3 separate regions of the Mus musculus genome follow, and all the other regions are linked to region 1. Evidence: chromatin contacts called from public HiCAR-type and promoter capture Hi-C data. All regions are on one chromosome and are shown on one strand. Each heading gives the region's core, a stretch centred on a gene start, on an enhancer-like site or on the middle of the called end of the contact. The rest is flanking DNA. Distances are from core to core; before and after follow the strand shown.

Evidence for each region. Promoter capture Hi-C pulls out the DNA fragments that hold promoters and counts their contacts. HiCAR-type assays count read pairs that join an accessible place to other places.
Region 2: a contact with region 1 is called in a HiCAR-type map of astrocytes, with 3 times the contacts expected there. The contact joins the promoter of Ninl here to the promoter of Nsfl1c in region 1. A contact is called at or near these places in 1 of 39 promoter capture datasets (embryonic stem cells), 3 of 115 datasets of contacts at active chromatin or transcription factors (astrocytes, embryonic stem cells and stem cell-derived neural progenitor cells) and 1 of 9 other capture datasets (adipose tissue).
Region 3: a contact with region 1 is called in a promoter capture Hi-C map of embryonic stem cells. The contact joins the promoter of Rspo4 here to the promoter of Nsfl1c in region 1. A contact is called at or near these places in 2 of 39 promoter capture datasets (embryonic stem cells and pre-B cells) and 2 of 484 Hi-C or Micro-C datasets (CD4 T cells and the G1E-ER4 cell line).

What each region holds. Positions count from the first base shown.
Region 1 is chr2:151,492,145-151,496,060 of GRCm38.p6, reverse strand. It overlaps Nsfl1c (NSFL1 (p97) cofactor (p47)), which reads right to left and starts at 1,879. Exons shown (of 10, transcript NM_198326.3): 1 at 1,649-1,879. The coding sequence starts at 1,753.
Region 2 is chr2:151,007,722-151,011,637 of GRCm38.p6, reverse strand. Ninl (ninein-like) reads left to right here and starts at 2,240. Exons shown (of 24, transcript NM_207204.2): 1 at 2,240-2,407.
Region 3 is chr2:151,840,992-151,844,907 of GRCm38.p6, reverse strand. It overlaps Rspo4 (R-spondin 4), which reads right to left and starts at 1,981. Exons shown (of 5, transcript NM_001040689.1): 1 at 1,756-1,981. The coding sequence starts at 1,834.

The DNA.
Region 1 (3,916 bases), core at 630-3,129:
GTTTGAAATGGGGATGCTGTTCCACCAAACCTATAAAACTGAAGGAGATAATCACTAAAGTTAACGCAGTCACCTTAGCTTTACACATGTGAAAGCCCTTCATATGAGTCCTTTGGTCATTTGTGACTGTCGCCAACTCAATGAGAAGGCATTGATTTATCACACATTCTCCACACAAAGAGAGAAGACAGAACAATGAAGTCCCACGGAGATGGAGGAGGCACCTCCTGTCTAAAAGGTAACCAACTGTCTAGGAGGAAATGAGCTGTCATGGGACAATCAGTCTGAAGGTATTCTTCATGTAGTATAACCAGCTTCTGGGAAGTCATGTGCCATCGTAGGAGTTGTACTAAACTGACATTTAGAGAACCTGCATTCAAGTCCTGGCACTGCTAGTCAAGTTACCACACAGGTAAGAGCCTCAGTTCGGATGATCTACTGGGATAGAAGCTTTTCTCTTATGTATTTCCACTCAGCACAGAGGCTTCACAGCGCCTTTAAGAGCATCTTTCTGTTTGTTATGTTTTTGAAAGAGGGACTATTTACTCCTGGAACTATGTAGATCAGGCTGGTCTCGAACTCAGAGATCTTCTGCCTCCAGAGTGCTGAAAGAGTTAAAGGAATAAAGATCCCTAATGTTTGGGAAGCTAAATATTACAGTCAGTAGACATGGTTACATCAGAAAGCTCACACAGTGAGCACATTCGGTGTCCCTTTGAGGGTCCAATTCCTTATCCATAAGATAGGGTTAGTCTTTACCTGTTTAATTAGTAGTTAGCTCTTCAGCAAGTTATTTATCCTCCAAGTCTCAGCTGCAATGTGAGACATGTAAATGAGACATTCTGTAATGCTGAACAGTGCCTGGCTTGTTGTAGGTACTCAAGAAATATTAGTCATCGTCATCTACCTAAGATGTAGGCTGGCCAAGGACATTTATGCAATCAATTCTTTCTAACATTAATTACTGTGTTTCTGAGCAATAAGAGATGGGTGTTGCTCTAGGGATCAGAAGTGTGCAACATTTTATGCCTGGTGGAGCTTTGCCTTCTAAATTAATTCCTTAGTGACTATTTACTACATGCCAGTGAACAAGACAGTAAGTCCTAAGAAATTCCCATTTTACAGTTAACTACGAAATGTGCAGAGACCCCAAACGTGCGCCACAATCCCACAGGTAGTTTCTCCCTGCAATTAGGCAAGAGTGGGGCGTGGGCTGATGCCTTGCAGGGTTTCCCCCACCAGCACAGCATCCTTGCAGAAGCGGAATCGGAAGGCCACCGCGACCTCGGTGGGGCTCCATCTGGAAGCAGGGCACTCGATTCCACCCGGCCACCCGCAGGCACTCGCCGTGGCAGCCACGCCCCCAGGCGACGACTCCACGCGGACTGCGGCAGCGCCCAAAGTCTCGCCAACACTGCGAGCCCGCAGGAAAACAGAGGCCCTGCAAAGCAGGGCCCGCCCGCCTCCATGAACTTCCAAGCCAGGCCGGTGACGCGTGGCAAGCGACCCCAGGCACCATGAGGCCTGGGCCAGGCAGGGCCCAGCCCCGCAGGGATGACTGTGCGCTTCGGCCGCGTAGGGATCGCAGAGCCGACGCCGCACTCCGTATTCCCCAGCCCGTCCGAAGCGGCCCGCCTCGCGGCGCTACCTGCAGGTCCCAGCCAGCCGACTCCAGGAAGAAACGGGCCCTGTCCTCCTCAGTGCCAGTCACCGCCACGAACTCCCTCAACGCGTCCTGCCGCTCCTCCGCCATCTTCGCCCCGTGCACTTCCCAAACCGCTCCGGCGGACACTGCAACAGCCCGAACCCCAGGTCTGCGTTCCGCCCGCCGTTCTACCGCGTCCAGCCGCTGGGCGCCTGCTCGTAGGCTCCGCCCAATGCGGTGCCACAGGAAAAGCCCTCCGTGTGGGAAACCTAGCCGCCTCGCGCCCTCTGGTGGCCCCTATGTGAGCCTCACCTTAATGGCTGAAGTAGAAGGTCGATGGAAGTGAGTAGGGAGGGGCTGGTTTTCCCACAGGATGAAGTAGTCCCGAAATCAGATCCTGGAAATTACTCATGGTCTCATCCCTTTATTTCGTTAATTATTTATTTGCACATTAATTTCCTTCTTGAAGCATTACGCTGTCTATGGCTTGATGCTCTTCCAAGGGCTGTGGAAATAACAGAGATAAAACAAAGTATCCTGTCTTCTTGTTGCTTATGTCCTTTGACCCTAACAGTTCTAACCGATGCTCACATCCCCATGGTTTCCTATCTTAAACTAGTATAAGTCTCAGCCTGCCACTTTCCACAGCATCTAGCAAATCACCATTGCATTGCCACTGGCAGGCTGGCCCAGGACAAGGAGACTCAGAGCAGAGGTAAGATGGACATGTGTCACCTACAGAGAAAGTTTAGAGCTCTCTCTCCAACAGTGCTGCCCCTCAAGTGAAAGTGGGGACAAGTGAAGCTGGGAGCCTCCTAAGTCCATCTATTTATCCCTCATTTTCAAGGTTAAACTGTTACCATCCTACAATCTGCTAAGTTGGTGACCAGCAATTATTCTACCAGAACTTATTGAGTGTTCAGTGAGGTTCCTGTCAGCTGATTATATGCTTTGTTTTTCTCCTCTTCTTCCTATGCCTGACTCAGAGCCACATTCACTGTGCATGAAGCCACTACTAATGAATGTGTGAATGAATGAATAAGTGAATGGATGAAATAACACATGGATCAGACAATGAGGATCTCACAGGGAGTGGTCTATGCAAGAGCCCCTTTCAGTCTTTTTGTTCCACAGAGTCATACTATGAGAATGAAGAGCAGGAAGTAGCTCTGCCAGGGGCATCTCCAACTTCTAAGCCAGCCTCGGGCATGGCTGCAAACGCGACAGCACTGGATTGGTGTGAATACCGTCCTTTGGTATAACTGCAGATCAGTCCCACTGTAACCAACTGAAAAGGCCCACAGAGGCCATTTGGAACCTAACACATTGCAGAGAAGCAGTAAGGAGAACCCTATCTGCTTTTGATGCTGGTCCGATTCATAGTCAGCCCTCTGCCCAGCCTGACAGCTATCAAGAAGACTATAGGAATAATTGTGGGTGCAGGGCATTAGGGTTCCCTTAGCCTGCTGAAGGTGCTGTGTTCACATTATTATCTATTTCATCATAAAATAAACCTCTGCTAGGTAGAGGTTAGTATTCCCATTTTACAGGTAAAGACAGAAACCAGAGGTTCAGTAGGACCACACCTAATGAAAAGTACAACCTGGGCCTTGCCGTCCCAGCTTCTCAGGTGCCTGAGACTGAAAGAGTGACCTTGCAGAGCATATTTAAAGTCAGTCTGGGAAACAAAACTAAACCTGGTGAGAAAGTGAATCCATGCTAAAAGGCAGAGGATGCAGCCCAGTGCCAGAGGCCTTGCCTGTCATGGGAGAGGCTATAGTTTCAATCCCAGTTTTAAACAAATGTCCTAGCCTGGAAGTTTGGAGAAAGACTGACCAAGCCTCTATCTTCGCTGTCTCTCTACATATACACAGCATCACCCACAGCTCCACCTGTGGTCAAGTTCTGGTTTCAATTTAAAGCTGACTTTCTTGTCATTCAGGTATGAAATGTACCCAGAACCTATAGCTTCCAGTTAGTCCATTCCACATGTTCTCCCAAATATCCAGGGCACTCCACACAATACTCATGGCTTCCAGACTAACACACACACACACACACACACACACACACACACACACACACTCCACCACTACCACCACCACCACCACCACCACCACCAGAACAACAACATTACTCCAGGATAACATACACATATATCACCATCATCACCATCACCATCATCATCATCATCACCACCACCTATGGCGTCCATGGCACTCTACTCCTCGAATAGCCCAGCTTAAGTGCACATTATGCTTTTCAGATTTC
Region 2 (3,916 bases), core at 991-3,490, 480 kb after region 1:
TAGAAGAGAAAAAAGCAATATTAGTTCAATGGTTTTACTGAGTAACAATATAAAATGTAAAGAGAGATGTGGCCATGGCACAGTGGATAATTTTTGAAAGAATTGTAAGTCAGGCTGGGGTGGTGAGCCAACAAGTTGCTCAGCATTTGCTGTGCTGCTGAGAATAGATAAGATACTGGCTTGGGCTGCTAAACCCACAGACTCTAGATCAGAAACCTTGTTTTCCCAGATCCTTGGTTTTAAAATGATACATTATATCCACAAATGAAAGAGGGTCGTATTTCCTCCTATGACAATGCAGCTTTTCTTGTTGGGAAGGCAAGTGTAATCTGCCCTTCAAAATGCCTTGCTGGGAATATTTAGAATGTATATCTCTATCTGGAAAGGTAACTTTCTTTATTTGGGAAACCAGGTAGTCTCAGAAACCTGATCCAAATGCCATTCCTTTAGTGATGGGGTGGAGACAGTGTTCTACCATTTATGGTTTTTTGGGGGGAGGGGGATGGGAAGTAATTACGTTTAAAAACATACAATCTTCTGGAGCCTGGGAGCCAGTTTAGCTGATAAAAGCACTTGCTGTACAAGGGTACACTCCATGAAGTGCATGCACTCCTCCACCACCACCCCTGTGTCACTAACGAAATTAGTGCGTTAGTGTGTAACCTTTAAAAGTCAAACAAATGAAACGTTCACAAAAAGAAGACCCACCAGAATGTGATGCTGTTGGGAGGTGTGGACTGGAATCTATAATCAGGTCTTCTAGTCATTGAGGAGGTGTCCCTAAAGGGAATCTGGCAGCCCCTGTCTCTCTCTCTGTCTCTGACTCTCATTCCAGCTCTGATGTGGTGACTTGCCACAAGCTCAGAAGCAACAAAGATAAATTGACCCTGGGTTGAAATCTCTAAAACTCCAAGTCCATAGAAACCCTATTCCCCCTTCTTTATTCTTACCTCAGCTATTTGCTATAGGTCGGGGGGGGGGGGGGGATGGAGTAACATGCCCCGCCCCGCTCCTCTCTGGCTAGGAGCCACTGCTGTGATGGCTAATTTGGGTTGCTGGTTTGGCTGGATCAATTAGTTCATGTCCCTGCAAAAAGTGTCTTTCACATCTCCATTTCACAGATGAACAAAGTGAAGATCTCCCAGATTGTGTAACTGGGTGGCACAAAGTCCAACATCCAGTGAATGGCCCTGTGAATCTCATCATCTAACTCTAAGTTCATTCTCTAACAGTACATGGAAAACCCAGAGTATAAGGAGATTTAGAGAATATATAGTCTTTAAAAATATTTCTAAAACTTATTGTGTGAATGTGTGTGTGCATGATGCTTATATGTCTGTGTTCAGAACGGCATGTGTCTCAGTGTGTGTGTGTGTGTGTGTGTGTGTGTGTGTGTGTGTGTGTGTAGTCAGAGGAAAGCTCTGTGGAGTTGATTTTTCTAAGGTTTTTTTTTTTTAATTATATGTATGGGTGCTTTGCCTCTATGTATATCTATGCAACACATGCACTCTTGGTGTCTGAGGAGAAGTCAACACTGGATCCCTTGGAACTAGAGTTACAGATAATTGTGAGCTGCCCTGTGGGTGCTCAGAATTGAACATGGGTCCTCAGGAAGAACAGCCAGTGTTCTTCACTGCTGAGCCATTTCTCCAGCACCTCCTATCACCTTTACATGTGTTCTGGGATTGAATTTAGGTCATCAGGCTAGCAAGGCAAGTGCTTTTACAAACTGAGCCATCTCCCTGGTCCTGATAAAATACACTCTGCACAGTGGCGACTATGGCATACCACACTTTGGGAACCTCAGGTTATAATCTAGAGGGAAGCAGGGCCCTGGTTATATGCCCCACAGCTACACCTCTGCCACAGGGTGTAGGCATGTCATGTCCATCACTGGTTGGGGCAAGTTATGACACATGAAAAGGGATACAGCCCAAGTATATGGTTCATCAGAGTACAGTATGGGCTTTTTACTGGTTCCTGGCTGCCTACCACTCTGTGGAATTCTTCCACTTGAAAGTACTTGAGTCTCTTATTTTTTAGTTTAGTTGTTGTTAGTTTTTTGTTTGTTTGTTTGTTTTTAACACCCTGTCTCCCAGAGCCTTGAAGTCATCCTGCATCCTCCTCTTCCATACCAGCTAGGCCCCTGGCCCAGCTCCGCCTGCCTCCTCGCCCCGCCCGTCCAAGCCCCGCCCCCAAGGAGCCCCGCCCCTTCCCTGGGGAGGCCCCGCGAGAACGAGGGGGCGGCGCCCAGAGGCCTTGGGAGCCCAGGGGAGCGCGGCCGGCAGACACAAAGAGCGGCCGAGGGACGCGCGCTGGGGTGTCCTACCCGGCTCGCTTTGCACCGGGCTGCCGGAGCCCGCATCCTGAACTCAGCGTTCAGAGAGCCGAGCCTCCCACTCCCCAGGTGAGTAGGGCGTGGGAGAGGGCTGAGGGGAGGGGAGCCGAGCCGAGCGGAGCCGAGGGGGGCCGAGCTGGGCCGAGGAGGGCCGAGCCGGGCCGAAGGGATCCGCATCCTCGTGCAGCGGCCGGTACACAGCGGAGCCGATGCTTGCGATGCAGGCGCGCGCTCAGAAAGCCACACCAGAGTCTCACTGCTCTGCGGCGCACTCGGACCGGGAACGGTGGTCCGCACCGAACTCAGCGTGCTAGTGGGGTGCAGCTGCCGCCCCAAATTTTGACGTACTCAGAGAGCGGGATGCCTGGGCCCGCCGTGCTTCCCGCCTTCGTCCTCTTTTGACGAGGGGAACCGGATCGGGAGGCGACCCCAGCCTGTGTCTGAGCCCCCTTCTCAGTGCCCCTGGGAAAGCCAGGGACCATGCTTGATTGAGAGCACCTATTGGCGTTGTTGCCGCGCGTCGGTCCCTCCTGTGACTGGTGAAGTCGTCCTTGCGATCTCTGGTTGTATTATCAGTTTGCACTTAGTTGTTGAAAACTGGGACACCTCTCTCTGGGGCGGAGAAGCCTGTTGCTTCTGTGTCAAGGTCGTCCCTGCCTGCGCACCATTCTGCTACTTTGTTGTGCACTTGCGAGGCTGGTCCATCGGTAATTGAGAAGCAGTGACCTGGTGTTTGGGCTCTAGCTGTCTCAGGCAACAAATTGCACGATGGGAGACCAACTTAAAGTTTCTTAAATACCTAAATTGTCAGGCGCTCTCTGTAGCTCGTTATATGGGGGTGGAAGAAAAGAGTGATGCCTTCTCTCTCCTCTACAACATTTAGCCGACTTTTAGAACCAGGAAGGAGGTCCAGAAATGGCCCTTGCAGAAGTTCACTTGATGCGCAAGGCAGGTAGCAGAGAGGGACCGTGAAGATGGTGTTTGCCTGAGATTTCCAGGTTCTTGACTATGGATTTACTGCTTTTAAAGCAGGGGTGTGTGGGAGAAAAGAAAAAGAGGGAAGAAGGTTGGTCAGTTTATGAACTACTGTGTGCAAGAACAGGCGCGAATGAGAAGGAACGTGCCTGTGGAGTTAGGGCAGTTAGGGCAGCAGCCAGCTTGCCTCTACTGTTCATTTTATGTTATCTGTTAGTGGCTTAGACGACTACAGATCAAACTAGTCTGTAGTCAGTTGCCAGACACTAATGTTTTGATGGAAGACAAACCACATATGTGAAGGTGGTCCTAATAGGAACTGAAAAATTCCCATTAGGGGTGTCATCCCTGTAACCTTGTAATGAATCTCTGATGTCAACAGTCTAATCTAGCTTTATAAGAGTTATTGCATCCCGTTAGGTGTAGTGCATGGTATTTACTCTTGGGGTTTCTGAGAATGGAGCCCATGGTCTCAGATATGCCAGCCTCCTGCTGAAGCACATCCCCAGCCCAGTAACAATAAGAAGGAGAAGCGTCTCTTACTTGTTTATGTAGAAGACTATGCTTCGGCCAGGGTCTTAGTGTTGCTATTTAGATTGCTTG
Region 3 (3,916 bases), core at 732-3,231, 350 kb before region 1:
GTTCCAAGAAAGGAAGCCTAACTCAGCTCATAGGGTCTCACAATATTTATCACATGGATCTGAGTCCGCTGTATTGCTTGTCTGCTGTGCAGCCTTAGACAACTGCCCTCTCTGAACATGTTTCCTCTCTAAAATGTAAGCACCTCTCTTTGCACTCACTGGCCTTTTCTAAGTAGTGAACGACATAACAACCAAGAAACTGGGATGATTAATAGTATCAGGCCTCACGGAGCACCCGCATAGGCAGCTAATGCTCTACATCTTAGCTATGGTTCCCCTGATGAGTGGGAGACTGAAGTTTATTGCTTCCATCTTAAAGACAAGTTGGTGAAAAGATTGAAAACATCCTTTCAGAGTGGAGTATCTGGAGGACTAATGGAAAGGATCTCATACAGGTAAAACTGAAGTCTGAGGGTCTTCCCTGAGGTCACTCAGATAAAACCTTCAAGGAGGGCCACAGATCCAGCTAGGCTGGCTCCAGTACCTGGGCTCTGGACAGCGGGGTGAAGGCCATTCACAAGCTTTCACCTTCAGGACCCCCAAGTCCCTGCAGCCTACCCGAGGTCCACCTACACCTCTATCCTCTCTGCTCTTTGTCCAACTCCCTTAACAGTTTCCCTAGGCCACGGCCTGATATTCCACCCCATACCTACTTCCCCACTGCCCCTGTGTTCCCTGCTTCCTTATAGGAGCTGCAACATCTGCGAAAGGCTTTCCACGCAGATGGACTAGAAGTCCCTATGGGTAAGGCCACTCTCACACACCCTACCATTCAGTATTCCCAGACTCAGGCTCTCAGTCAGAGAGCAAATCAGAGCTCCCACCTGCCCGTTGGACTGCTCAACAAAGCAACCTGCATGAATGTCTGGTTCCTGCTCTATAGAGTGAGATAGCCACTGTCATTAGGGCATCATAGGGGACCTAGGAAACAGTGTGTGTCTCACTCTTGGCATGGCAGCCAGCCTTTGGTAGTTGATGCACAGACAGGCATCCAGAGTCCTGGGGCCTTCCCTGTTCAGACACAGGGCTTGCTGGTCCTCTTGCCCTCCCAACACCAGCTCAGGTTCTGTCAACTCCAGCTCTGCAAGGGCAGTCTCACCTCACCTCCAAAATACATCTGACTGTGGCACTGAGGAACTGTGGCACAGACCCCAATGTTCACAGGGCCCAGGCGCGATTAGAGTCTCAGGTTCAAGTTTCCTTAGTGGCTCCAGGAGGTCCCAAGGAAAAATATCCTAAGATTCTGAGAGAGGACAAACTTCTTCCAGGTCATCCCCAGAAGACTTCAACTTGAACACAGGTCTCAGTCATGCTGATACCACTAGAGAGGCTTACCCAGATTAATTCTGGGAGTGTGGGGGTTGTGACAGCAGGGGTCAGGAGCAGTGATAGAACCCCCGAACCCCACATGAGCCCTGGAGTCACTGATCTTCATCCTGGCCCAGCGTGGATGCCTGGGCTGGCTTCTAAGTCACTAGCCCTGTCTTCTAGTTCATTGTTTCCAAGGGTGGTTCCTTGGGTTTTTGGTGTCTGTGGAGTTACCCTTGGGACACTGCTGGGAGGCTGGGGCCAGTGAGCCCGACCTCTAGTTCCCTCCCAGTAGTGCTTCCTAGGTCCAGGTTGTCGACAACTCCCCGTTCCGACCCTGAGTCAACAGTCCAGGCATCAGGCACCAGACAAATACCCATATCCGCTGGGCTACCACGAGTCTGTCTTGTAGTGCCTACCCCACCACCAGCCCGGCCACATCTGTACCTTGCTTCTTCCTTCGGTACAGGGCGAGCATGTCCACTGCGTGGGCGAGGAGCAGCAGCAGGCAGAGTGGAGCCCGCATCTGGGCAGCCTGGTGCTCCTGGCTCCCCGACGGCCCGGCAGCCTCTGTGCGGGGGACAGCCTGTGGCGCGCGTTGAGCATCCGCGGGTCGCTGGTCGCTACGGCCACCAGGGACCCGCCGGTGCGCCCAGGGCGCGGTGGGTCGAGTGAGGGCGTCAGCGCGGCCGCGCGGCCGGGGCGGGGAGGAGTCGGCGGCTGGGCGGCGCTTAACCCTCGGGGGGCCCTTGCGGGCGCAGCCCCACGCCCCTCGCACGTGCACAGGCCGGCTCTAGGTACACAAGCGCACACGCCGCACTGCACACTCACCCGGACAGACCCTCCCTCTGCCACTCTGGTCTTCCTCTTCCTCCTGTCCCCAGGACCGTCCTGGCTTGTTTTTCTGTTTATTCCCTGACTGCCTCACCTCCAACACAGGACTCTTGCCAAGCGCATGGGCCTCTCTGGCTCACTGTTCCGACCTGGCTAGCTTGGGTTCTGTGGTGTCTTGCCCTTTCCATATCTCCTCTGGGGTTGGGGGACGAGGGTAGGCGGAGTGGGGGAGGGGGGAGTGTGAGCAGGCTGCTGCTCCACTCTGTTGCTTTTTCTTTCTAGTTATCCCAAACACTTTCTGGTTGTAGCCTCTGAGCCTTTCCTGCTGCAGCCTTGGGGAGACCCTACTCTTTGACCCAGTGTCCAACACCGCATACTTTGCTTACCAAAGGACCTAGGACCCAGGGTATATTTCTTCCAGCCTTATCTCCAGGATTGGGTTGTTTTTTAACCTTTTCAGTGCCAAATTGCTCTTCCAATAAAACAATATTCTCCTGCCTCCTGTTACCCTGTGAACCAAGCCCATTCGCAGTGAAGCTGCCACAGAGAATGTTTGAGAGCCACGAACTTGACTTTCTGCTAAATACATGCATAAAAGCTTTAGAATAACGAACTTTCTCTTTTGACTAATTGTTCATTCGAAGGGGGAAGGGATTCGCAGAGAGACCAAGTAGTTTGCCCAAAACTGCACAGCAGCTCTATAGCCTTTCAGACGCGTCTCAGCTCAGCACACAGTCTCATCACCGAAGGGTGGAAGAGAGCCTTGGAGACCCAAAGGACCGTCTCGCTTCCTGTTTGCTACAAGTGTGACTTGTAGATAGAGAGAGGTCCTGAAGCTGCGGTCCTGCCCACTTATTCCTACACCACCAGCCCACCAGCACACACCTACCTCTGACCAGCCAGGTTCCGATGTCCTTGCTGTCTGTCTTCTCCCTTTCAGCCCAAGTCTCCACCTTCTCACAGTAGTTTGCAAGCTTTTCAAGCCTCTTATATGTGGTGTTTCTTTGTTGTTTGTTTGTTTGTGTTTGGTTTTGTGAGACACTGTTCTTGTGTATCCCAGGAACTCATTATGTAGATAAGGATGACCTTGAACTCCTGATCGTCTTCCCTCCATCTCCCAGGTGCTACTGAACAGGTCTGTAATACCACTTCTAGCTCCCTCTTACATCCTGAGCATCTTTTGTCTTGGCCTCTCCATGGATTGGTGGCCTAATTCCATTCCTCCACTGACTCTTTCAGAACCCAGTCATAATCTGACCCTCTTCCAGGGTTTTCTCTCTTTTTCTCAGTCCATACCTCTTCTGGGTATCCATATTTCCTCTTAACACATTGGTAAACATAGATATTTCTGTTTCTCCCTTTGCCCTAGTTATCCATGCCCCCCCCCCTTGGTTCCCATTCTTCGGGTACAGGTCCTTTACATGGCTTTTGCTATGACTCTGTCTAGAAAATTCTTCCATTTGTCCCCCTAGAACTTGGCTACAGCATGGCCTCCCCCCCCCCCAGACCTTCTCCCGTCACTGCAGAAGTACTGGACACTCATTCTGCTTGCCACCTCACTCTCCTCTTCTCTTTACAGAGCAGCCATCCACCACTGGCTTGGTTTTGGCTACAGCTTGCTTGCTTGTGAGTTATATGGGGGTAGCAACCATCTGTGTATTCTTCATGTGCCCAGCGTGTAAAATGATCACTCGATATTTTTGAAATGAGTAAATGTATGAATGAGTGAGATGAATGAGCGAATGGTCAAGCATTCACTAATCCCCAGATTTAT